Linked DNA regions of Sus scrofa: all the other regions are linked to region 2. The links are chromatin contacts, called in public Hi-C and HiChIP or PLAC-seq maps. All regions are on one chromosome and are shown on one strand. Each heading gives the region's core, a stretch centred on a gene start, on an enhancer-like site or on the middle of the called end of the contact. The rest is flanking DNA. Distances are from core to core; before and after follow the strand shown. Region 1 overlaps THSD7B (thrombospondin type-1 domain-containing protein 7B). Region 2 holds the start of CXCR4 (C-X-C motif chemokine receptor 4). Region 3 holds the start of DARS (aspartate--tRNA ligase, cytoplasmic).

Region 1 (2,858 bases), core at 174-2,673, 230 kb before region 2:
AAAACCACCCACTCTTTATAGGCTCTGTTTCTAGGAATGTATATCTCTGTGAAGGCTTGAGCCATTGACCCTGGAAGAGTCCCCACTCCAGGACCTAGGCTGAGCTACTGTGCAACAATCTGGACTGTAAACATGGCATATCCCACCTCTCCACCCTCACCCCCAGTGATACCACCCTGGAGACACACCTGAACCCCACAGAGCAGTGTTTCTCAATCTATAATGCGCCTATACATCACTGGGGATCTTATTTTAAAATAGATTCTGGTTCAGTAGGTCTGGGATGGGACCTGAGATTCTGCATTTCTAACCAACACCCAGGTGACGCCCAATGTGCTGGTCTGGGAATCACAATTTTGAGTAGCAGGGTCATAGGTAATTATTTTCTCGGCTACGGCTGCCAGCCTACGCCACATCCATGGCAACACTGGATCCAAGCCACATCTGCCATCTACACCACTGCTTCTGGCAACACCAGATCCTTAATCCACTGAATGAGGCCAGGGATCAAGCCTGCACCCTCATGGACACTATATCAGGTTCTTAACCTACTGAGCCACAATGGGAATTCCCAATCCAAGGTGATTCTGATGAAGATGGTTTATAAGCCACACTTGAAGAACACCATTCTCATTGCTATAGACCTTTCCACTGTGTTCAATACCAGGGCTCTTGTCCCAGCTTATCAATATTCCAAGGAAGAGGCTGGTTGAACCAAGATTGCACTCATTAAGATCTTTATCCCATCAAGCCACTCTCCTTAGCACCACTGCATGAAAAGCAGAATTGGCATCACCTGGAAACTTGTCAGAAAAGCAAATATTCAGGCTCCACCCAGAGCTACTGAATTAGGAACAAACAAACCCCACCAGTGATTTGGGCACTTGTTAGAGTTTGAGTGAGAGCCACTGTCTTCTAGGACTACCGAAGATGTCTAAATGTGTGTGTGCACGTGTGCGCACTTGCTCACATACACACACACACACACACACACACACGCATGCATGCACACACCCTGTGTATGCACCATCCAGCCCCTGACCTGCCCCTGGCCTGCCTCCCATGTCTTCAACATGTCTCTTTTTTAAGGTTTTTTTTTTCCTTCTAGTATGTCTTAAAGCCTTCCTGATTGCAATTCTTTCTACCTGGTGAGGTAAAGAGGCACTTATTTTGCACTTTTCTTAGTAAGAAAAGCTGCCTCCACTTTCCCAGTGGGCAGAGCACATAACCTCCAGTAGATTCCCTTCAGTCCTCCCTTGAATGCTAGAGGGGTCCTCCTTGTTCCATAACTTAAGGGAGGAGGCATGCATTGCCTTCAAAGGGGCTTTTGTGGAGCTGGTTTCAACTTCCTCCCCATGTGGGCCCTGGGAACACACTGTTCTGGGCAGAAGAGCAGGGCCAGGGTGCCTCGGGTAAGAGAGAGAAGCTGAGCACCACCCGCTTCCTCTTCTTCTGAGTCGACATTTTTAGAAGTTCTCCTACATTCTGCACTGGGGTGAAGTCAGCCCGCAGGAAAGGGAACCAGGCAGAGGGAAACCGATGCTGTGTGGGGTGGGAGCCTGAACTGGTGACCAGGCCTCAACACACGCACAGGCCTAAAGGGTCACAGGAAAAGATGGCTTTGGCTCAAGCCAGTCGCATGGACACAGAAGCCATGCTTTGGGATGGAGGGCCGAGCACAGCCATGTCTTGCTTCATCACATTGGTCAATGCATCTCCTTCACAGCAATTTCCCCAGCACCTGTGTTGGTACAAAGTAGGGATGGATGCAGTAATTATTCCTATAGACAGGCTGCCTGCAAACTGAGGCAGAGCACCCGGTCAGCCTCTTCATTCAACTGACCAAGAAAGTGAAGCACCCCCTCCACAATAGGGGCAGAACCAACCCAGAACCTGGAACCTCAGACCCCCAGGGCCTTCACCTACCCATCCCCTCTATGCCTCACACCCCAGCTAAACTCCCAATGGCCAGAACTTTTTACTTTTCTATTAGATTCAAGAGATATCAGAGTTCCCGTCATGGCTCAGTGGTTAATGAATCTGACTAGGAACCATGAGGTTGATGGTTCGATCCCTCACCTCACTCAGTGGGTTAAGGATCTGGCACTGCCGTAAGCTGTAGAGTAGGTTGCAGACATGGCTTGGATCCCAAGTTGCTGTGGCTGGTGGCTACATCTCCAATTGAACCCCTAGCCTGGGAACCTCCATATGCTGCGGGTGTGGTCCTAGAAAAGGAAAAAAAACGAAAAAAAAAAAAAAAAAAGATACCTGGGGAAATAGTTCAAGACCCTAAATGTTTTGAAATTAATATTTTGGGGTAGAAGAAGAGGGCCTCTGAAATAAGTCAGTCATTTCAATCCAAAGCTACTTTTAATCACCTTGGGCCTTTGTAATGTTGCTGACAGAATGGCCCTGGTATGGGGCTGGAGATGGCAGACCTCATCTACGATCCCGTTTTTTGAACTATATTCAAGCATGAAGAGCTAGCAAAACTGGACCTTGTGATTGGGCCTGATTTCCTAGAAGCACCCCCTAATTAGTGAGTAGGGGAGGGGCTTAGTGACAACCCTCATGACTAGGTTTTGTTTTTTGTGTTATACACCAGAAAAAAGACTCGCTATTTCATACAAGGTCAAATATTTATAAGAAGAAAAATAGAAAACCTCTCTTAATGAAAAAAAATAGAGAAAACCCCTTGAATAAGTATAAATATTAACTAGACACTATACAGGGACCTAGAGATAAAATTATTTTCTAAAATGACCAGAATGCATTATTTACTATACATGTCACTGAGGTAGGAGAATAGCATAATAGGAAAATCAGAGAGTTATGTATAGGATGAGATTTGCAAGCAG
Region 2 (2,777 bases), core at 62-2,561:
ACTGTCTGGGCTCTCACTGCAAACCCCAGGCGGTCTGAGACATCTTTAAGCGTCCAGCTTACACCCCTAGTCCCCCTCGCCCAGTTCTTCAACTTAATTTCTTACCGGTGCCAACTATTATCTCCCTCATTGGGTCGGACGGCAGATGTGGGGTCCGGTAGATATGGATTCAGGTCGGGTATGGAATTCCCGGCCAACCCTGGCATTTCATCTCTGCAGATCTGCTCCCTGTTTCCTTCGCATGGGGGCCTTGTCCTCGGCTTCACCGTTGCATCCCCACTGCCTAGAATAGTGTGAGGCATGCAGTCAGCCCTCACTAAATATCTCTTGACTGAGTGCATGTTGGTAATGATAATACCCACAGGGTGTTGTGAGAATGAATGAGTGATTCTGTGCAAGCGCCTTGTGATTTGTTACAAGAGTATTATTCGCTATTTCCCTTGTAACAAAGCGTATATTCTTCTTCCTTTTTTTCTTTTTTTTTTTTTTAAGAAGGTACTATTCACGAATTGATTACCCGGGAATACACTTCTACTTCTCTATCACAGTCCTCCTCCAGAACAATACCAAATCATCCTACCTTCTAAAAGTGTTGTCTACACCTGACCCTGATACTATTACTGTAGCTGTGCATATCTAGTTATATAGAGTTGTGCTCTAAAGAAAAAAATCATTACTTATTTTATTTCCTGAATGGATTGCATCTGCTGAAAGAGCTGGGAATGGAGTCAGATATTGGATCCAGTGCCAGTATTGCCGCCTACTGGTTGGGTGACTCTGGCAAGTCACTTCCCGCCTCTGTGCCTCAGTGTCTCCACCTGTAGCCTTCCGAGGACTAGAATACCATCTTCGTGAGCAAGGATGGACGCGCCACACAAGGACGCGTCTGTCGCCCGCGCTTTCGACCTCCCTCCAGGCGCATCCTGCTTTTACAAGTTGGGGCACGCTTCTCGGATGCCCGCCCCAGCCGGAGATTCACGAGGTGATGTTGAGCCAGAGCTTACAGCAGCCGCTGCGGGGCCTCCCAGGATTATCCCACCCGGGCCGCCTAGGTGCATACCCCCTTGCCCCTCCCTCGCACCCTCCTCCCCCCTGCCCCTGGTGTACCGTTCTCCGGCTCCACCCCGCCTTTCTCCCCGCCCCGCCCTCCCGCCCACCGCTCAGCGCATGCGCCGCCCACAAAGCGTGTTTTTATAAAAGTCCAGCTTTGGCCAGAAACTTCAGTCTGTTGGCTGCGGCAGCAGGTAGCAAAGTGACCCTGAGGACTTGAGTGCTCCGGTAGCCCCCGCGGCTGGAGAGTGAGCAGTTACCATGGACGGGTTCCGTGTAAGTCCAGTTTCAACCTGCTTTTTCTTAAACATACAAACACTTGAACTTAGAGTGCAACCCCTCTCCAAACGGGCAGAAGCGACCCGAGTATTGGAGGTGCCCGTGCCCGGGAGGAGGGTCATGGAAAGGAGTTTTACTGCGCCTGGCTATGGGAGGGGGTGGGGTGGGTATTGGAATCTTTTTCTCTTGGATTAGAGGAGAAAAGATTGGAACGACCGTTTGGGTGGTTGCATGTATCTCCCGCTTGAGTTCCACGGCGCGCGCCGGGCTTGCACACTGTTTGCAAACATAAGAACATTTTGTGCACAAGTGCAGAGAAGACACTCGCGCTGCCCGGGGACTCAGACCATGGGTCCCTTCCTCAGGAGAGCGGGGATTTCTTTGGAGCCAATTACATTATCTGAATTTGAAGGTGGAGGGCGGCGCGTCCGGGCTGAGTTCCCAGAGGGAGCCGGCGCCCCTGGTTATCTTAAGGCAAAGGCTCCTGGGGACCCCTCTTGGCGTTGGGCGCGTGTTCGCTAAATTCTGCTGTCGGCGGAGCTGTGCCAGTGCCCAAGCACTGAGTAGAAGGCGGGAAAGGCGAAAGGACGCCGCAGCAGGGTGGCCCGGAGCAGCGCGTGCGCCTTGGGATTGAGGGCGTCGCAAGCACAGTGGGCCCCGGGGTTCTGGAGTTTGGGGTTGTGCAGAAGTTGAGGTAGTTTATAGTCGAGGCAGCGGTCACAGTGCAGCAGCGCCCCTAGGAGTGCGGGGCGGGGGCTGGGAGGGCACCTGCGCTGCCGGTAGTTGTGGCGTAGACAAGGCAGGTGCAAGTGGGAAGACCGTTTGGCTCTCACAGAGATGAGCTGCACCAATTAACCGTCGGTGGTTTCCTGGAGCCCTTTGAAAAGCGAGACTTTTCGTTTCCCCCAGCGGCGCGCGATTCAAAGGCTCCCGCGGCGGAGCCGCCCAATCTCTCGGCGGCACCCGGCGTGCTGCAGGCCAAACCGCTGGAGCCGCAGACCGCCAGCGGTGGGCATCGTGGAGGTCCGGAGCTGGACCATCTGGTCTCCAGCGCGTCCTCCGCCTGGAGGCTTCCAGCTGCAGACTTCCCACTCCATTAACTGGATCATTGACAGGGTGGGAAGAGCCCCGGGAGGGTGAGGAAATGAAACTTGGGGCGAGGACCACGGGTGCAGACCCCGTGACTTTCTCCTCCCATTAAAATGCTGTGCTCCCTAACGTCCCAAACGCGCCAAGCGATAAACAAGGGTTTGGCGGAGAGACCCACGCCCCTGAGTAGCGCCGGCCGTAGTGGGGGTTACCCACTTCTGACACCCCTGCCCCCAAGCACCAAAGCCGGTCGTTTAAGATCGCAGTGTTCTCCTTCCCCACTACGGGTTACTTGAAGTACAGAAGGGTGTTTGTGTTTAGAGAGTCGTGGAGAAAACAAAGCTTTGTGTTTTAGAATA
Region 3 (2,741 bases), core at 43-2,542, 150 kb after region 2:
AGCCATGATCTTTCTCTTCCTAACCCGCTCTGCCTTGAATATTCTTTAGGCCCCATTTCACCTGGCTGACTCTTCTAGAATTTAGCTGAAGTATCACTTCCTCAGCGAAGTCTGAGGTAAATGCCCTCAAAAAAACTTGCATAGTACTTGGTACCTCTACTTCATACCTGCAATGAGAAGGTAAGCTGAGGGCAGGGACTATGTGTCTCCTCACTATTGTACCCCGGGATCTGAACGTGGTAGCCTCTAGAGCCCTTTCATTTGCATTGGGGTCTATCTGCACTCCTGAACAAGTAAAACTCTGCCACTTTGTCACAGGCTAAGACTAGTAAGGTAGTTAAAACTTGACGGAGTGCAAAGACGGCTAGCAGAGGAGACGGCATTTAACTACGCCCCCAAATTACTTTCAATTGCAATAAGCGGCTTATGAATGACAATTAAAAAAAAAAGCCGAACTATATAGAGATTCATTCATTGGACAAGCAACACTATGCATTGCCTCTAACGATGCAACAGGTCCAGGCAATCAGGCAGTTATGTAGGATTTTTGCCATTGTGCTTAAGCTTCACTTTTTTTTTTTTTTTTTTTTTGTCTTTTTGCCATTTCTTGGGCCGCTCCCACCGCACATGGAGGTTCCCAGGTTAGGGGTCAAATTGGAGCTGCAGCCACCGGCCTACGCCAGAGCCACAGCAACGCAGGATCCGAGCCGCGTCTGTGACCTACACCACAGCTCACGGCAATGCCGGATCCTTAACCCAATGAGCAAGGACAGGGATCGAACCTGCAACCTCATGGTTCCTAGTCAGATTCGTTAACCACTGGGCCACGATGGGAACTCCAGTTTCACTTTTAACTTGGGTACCAGTACCCAATCCTACCTTAGCAAGCCAACTGCCTATAACCCAGTACACAGAGCAGCTTTTTGAGAAGAGGTCTCCCATGAGTCCAGGCACCTATACTCCCGCTGGACAGTGTTGGAGGCGGATAAGTCCATGAGAGGAAAAGTCGTATCTCGAGTTGGGTGGATGTTTTGGTGAACAGTCTGCAGTTAAAGCCAAGAAGAGTAAGTAGGGCAGAAAAGACGACACAGTAAAGGCTGTAGTTGGGATAGGCCTGAAAAGCGAAAAGACTCAAGTTTGTGCCAACTAAGGCTTTGAGACTCCTCTACTCAAGAATCATTCCCGCGAGACTATAACGAATTCCCGGGGATTCCCAACACCCATAAGGGCGGGGCAAGAAGACGACACTGGAGCGCGCTATCAGCCTCCCAGCGCTCCAAGATCTCGAGAGAGTTGCAGTTCTCGCGATCTTTCCGCAGCCGACCCTCCACGCGGAGTACGAACGTGTGTGCTGTGACTGGAGTGCAGGGAGGGCGGAGACTGCGGGAGGGAGAAGCCCCTTTGGCCTGCCCTACGGAAGCCTGCGAGGGAGGGTGGTGATCGCTTCCCTGTCCAGTTGTCCATTTGTCCAGATGCCCAGCGCCAGCGCCAGCCGCAAGAGTCAGGAGAAGCCGCGGGACATCATGGACGCGGCGGAAGTGGGTTTTCTTTCCCGGGCCTGGGAGCGCAGGACCCCCCCCCCGCCCCGGGCGGGACCGCGCGGAGGGAGGGAGTAGGGATAGCGGGGCTTTGACTTCTGGATCCCTATCGGCACTTTGACTACAGGCCGCATGCCTGAGGTTCGCGCTCTTAGAACGCTCACCGGGCCTCCAAGGTCCTTGTCTGAGCAACGTGGCCAGAGGCACTACGGATCGCATTTCTCACTGCGGCGCCTAGGAGGCCTGGCCTAGGAGAAGCGTGTCGCTGGGCTGGGGTGGACTTAAAGTACCAAGTGCCCCGGAAGTAGGAGCGGCGAGGTCACTTAAACCTCCCTGGGTTAGGCACGTCCTTCACGTAATCCGTCTCTTTCCCCGGAAAATTTTAATGTCCACTGATAATCGATTTTCGCACAGCTCGTGTGTTCCTAATGTGTTTCAAGTTATGACAGTACTTAGTAAAACGATCTGCCAAAATGTTTAATGGCCGTTTTCCATGCGACAGCCTTAGAGAACACTTGTCATTTTTAAAATTTCCTTTTTTTCTCTTAAGTAACCCATGAAATAGGTAGGGAAGTTTGCAGAGAATGCATTTGAGATGAAGTGCCCCCAAAATCATCTGTGGTCCTTCAGTGCTATCTGGAAATGAAAGTTTTGAAACCTACAAGTTAATGCGTGCTGTTGGTAAAACCGAGATCCCTATCTGGCTCCTAATTTTTCTGTTGAGGAAATATGAATTTATCGTAAACTACCTAAGGAATAGGTTATCTTAAGACTGTTAGATGGAATAAGGTTTGCTGAAGTATGAACGGTATTAATAAGTGACCTCTTATTTTCTTTTCACATGCTGTAACTTATTTATGCTGCGGTCTTGCTACATTGTATGACTATCTTTTTATTAGGACTGAATATCTTTAAGGTGTATTTTTTGTTATTTGCCAAAAACAAACAAAAAAACTTTAGTAAGCACCTTAATACATTGTTTGGTTTGTTTTAGTATAAACACAAAATCTTACATCCTTCAGGTCTAATGAAGATGAGAATTCCAGCAGACAGCTATAGTGGCAGAAACTGTTTCATCCACATCTTAAGTTACCTTCTAAAATTTAAGGAATCTACTTTTGTGTATTCTGGACCTGATTGTCTATATAAACTAGCAGTGCACTTTTGCAGATAGTGTAAGTCTAGTTATGAGGTAGCCATTGT

The links. A called contact is a pair of places that touch in the nucleus more often than the background predicts. HiChIP or PLAC-seq counts read pairs in DNA pulled down with a chosen protein or histone mark.
Region 1: a Hi-C map of retroperitoneal adipose tissue shows a contact between it and region 2, with 1.6 times the contacts expected there. The contact joins the enhancer-like site here to the promoter of CXCR4 in region 2. A contact is called at or near these places in 3 of 5 promoter capture datasets (fetal liver, liver and skeletal muscle), 15 of 47 Hi-C or Micro-C datasets (alveolar macrophages, blood, brain and 10 more) and 2 of 2 datasets of contacts at active chromatin or transcription factors (alveolar macrophages and skeletal muscle).
Region 3: an H3K27ac HiChIP or PLAC-seq map of alveolar macrophages shows a contact between it and region 2. The contact joins the promoter of DARS here to the promoter of CXCR4 in region 2. A contact is called at or near these places in 1 of 5 promoter capture datasets (liver), 3 of 47 Hi-C or Micro-C datasets (liver and skeletal muscle) and 1 of 2 datasets of contacts at active chromatin or transcription factors (alveolar macrophages).

The regions. Positions count from the first base shown.
Region 1 is chr15:15,429,833-15,432,690 of Sscrofa11.1, forward strand. The region is part of intron 7 of THSD7B (thrombospondin type-1 domain-containing protein 7B); the gene reads right to left. Among named protein-coding and RNA genes, the nearest start is that of THSD7B, 180 kb to the right of the region's middle. Within about 2 kb of position 1,424, at least 11 of the 83 cell types and tissues checked have an H3K27ac peak or open chromatin away from gene starts, as enhancers often do. A contact at or near this core is called in alveolar macrophages and retroperitoneal adipose tissue, where this site is marked.
Region 2 is chr15:15,662,341-15,665,117 of Sscrofa11.1, forward strand. CXCR4 (C-X-C motif chemokine receptor 4) reads left to right here and starts at 1,312. Exons shown (of 2, transcript NM_213773.1): 1 at 1,312-1,326. The coding sequence starts at 1,312.
Region 3 is chr15:15,809,205-15,811,945 of Sscrofa11.1, forward strand. DARS (aspartate--tRNA ligase, cytoplasmic) reads left to right here and starts at 1,293. Exons shown (of 16, transcript XM_003133266.5): 1 at 1,293-1,538. The coding sequence starts at 1,473.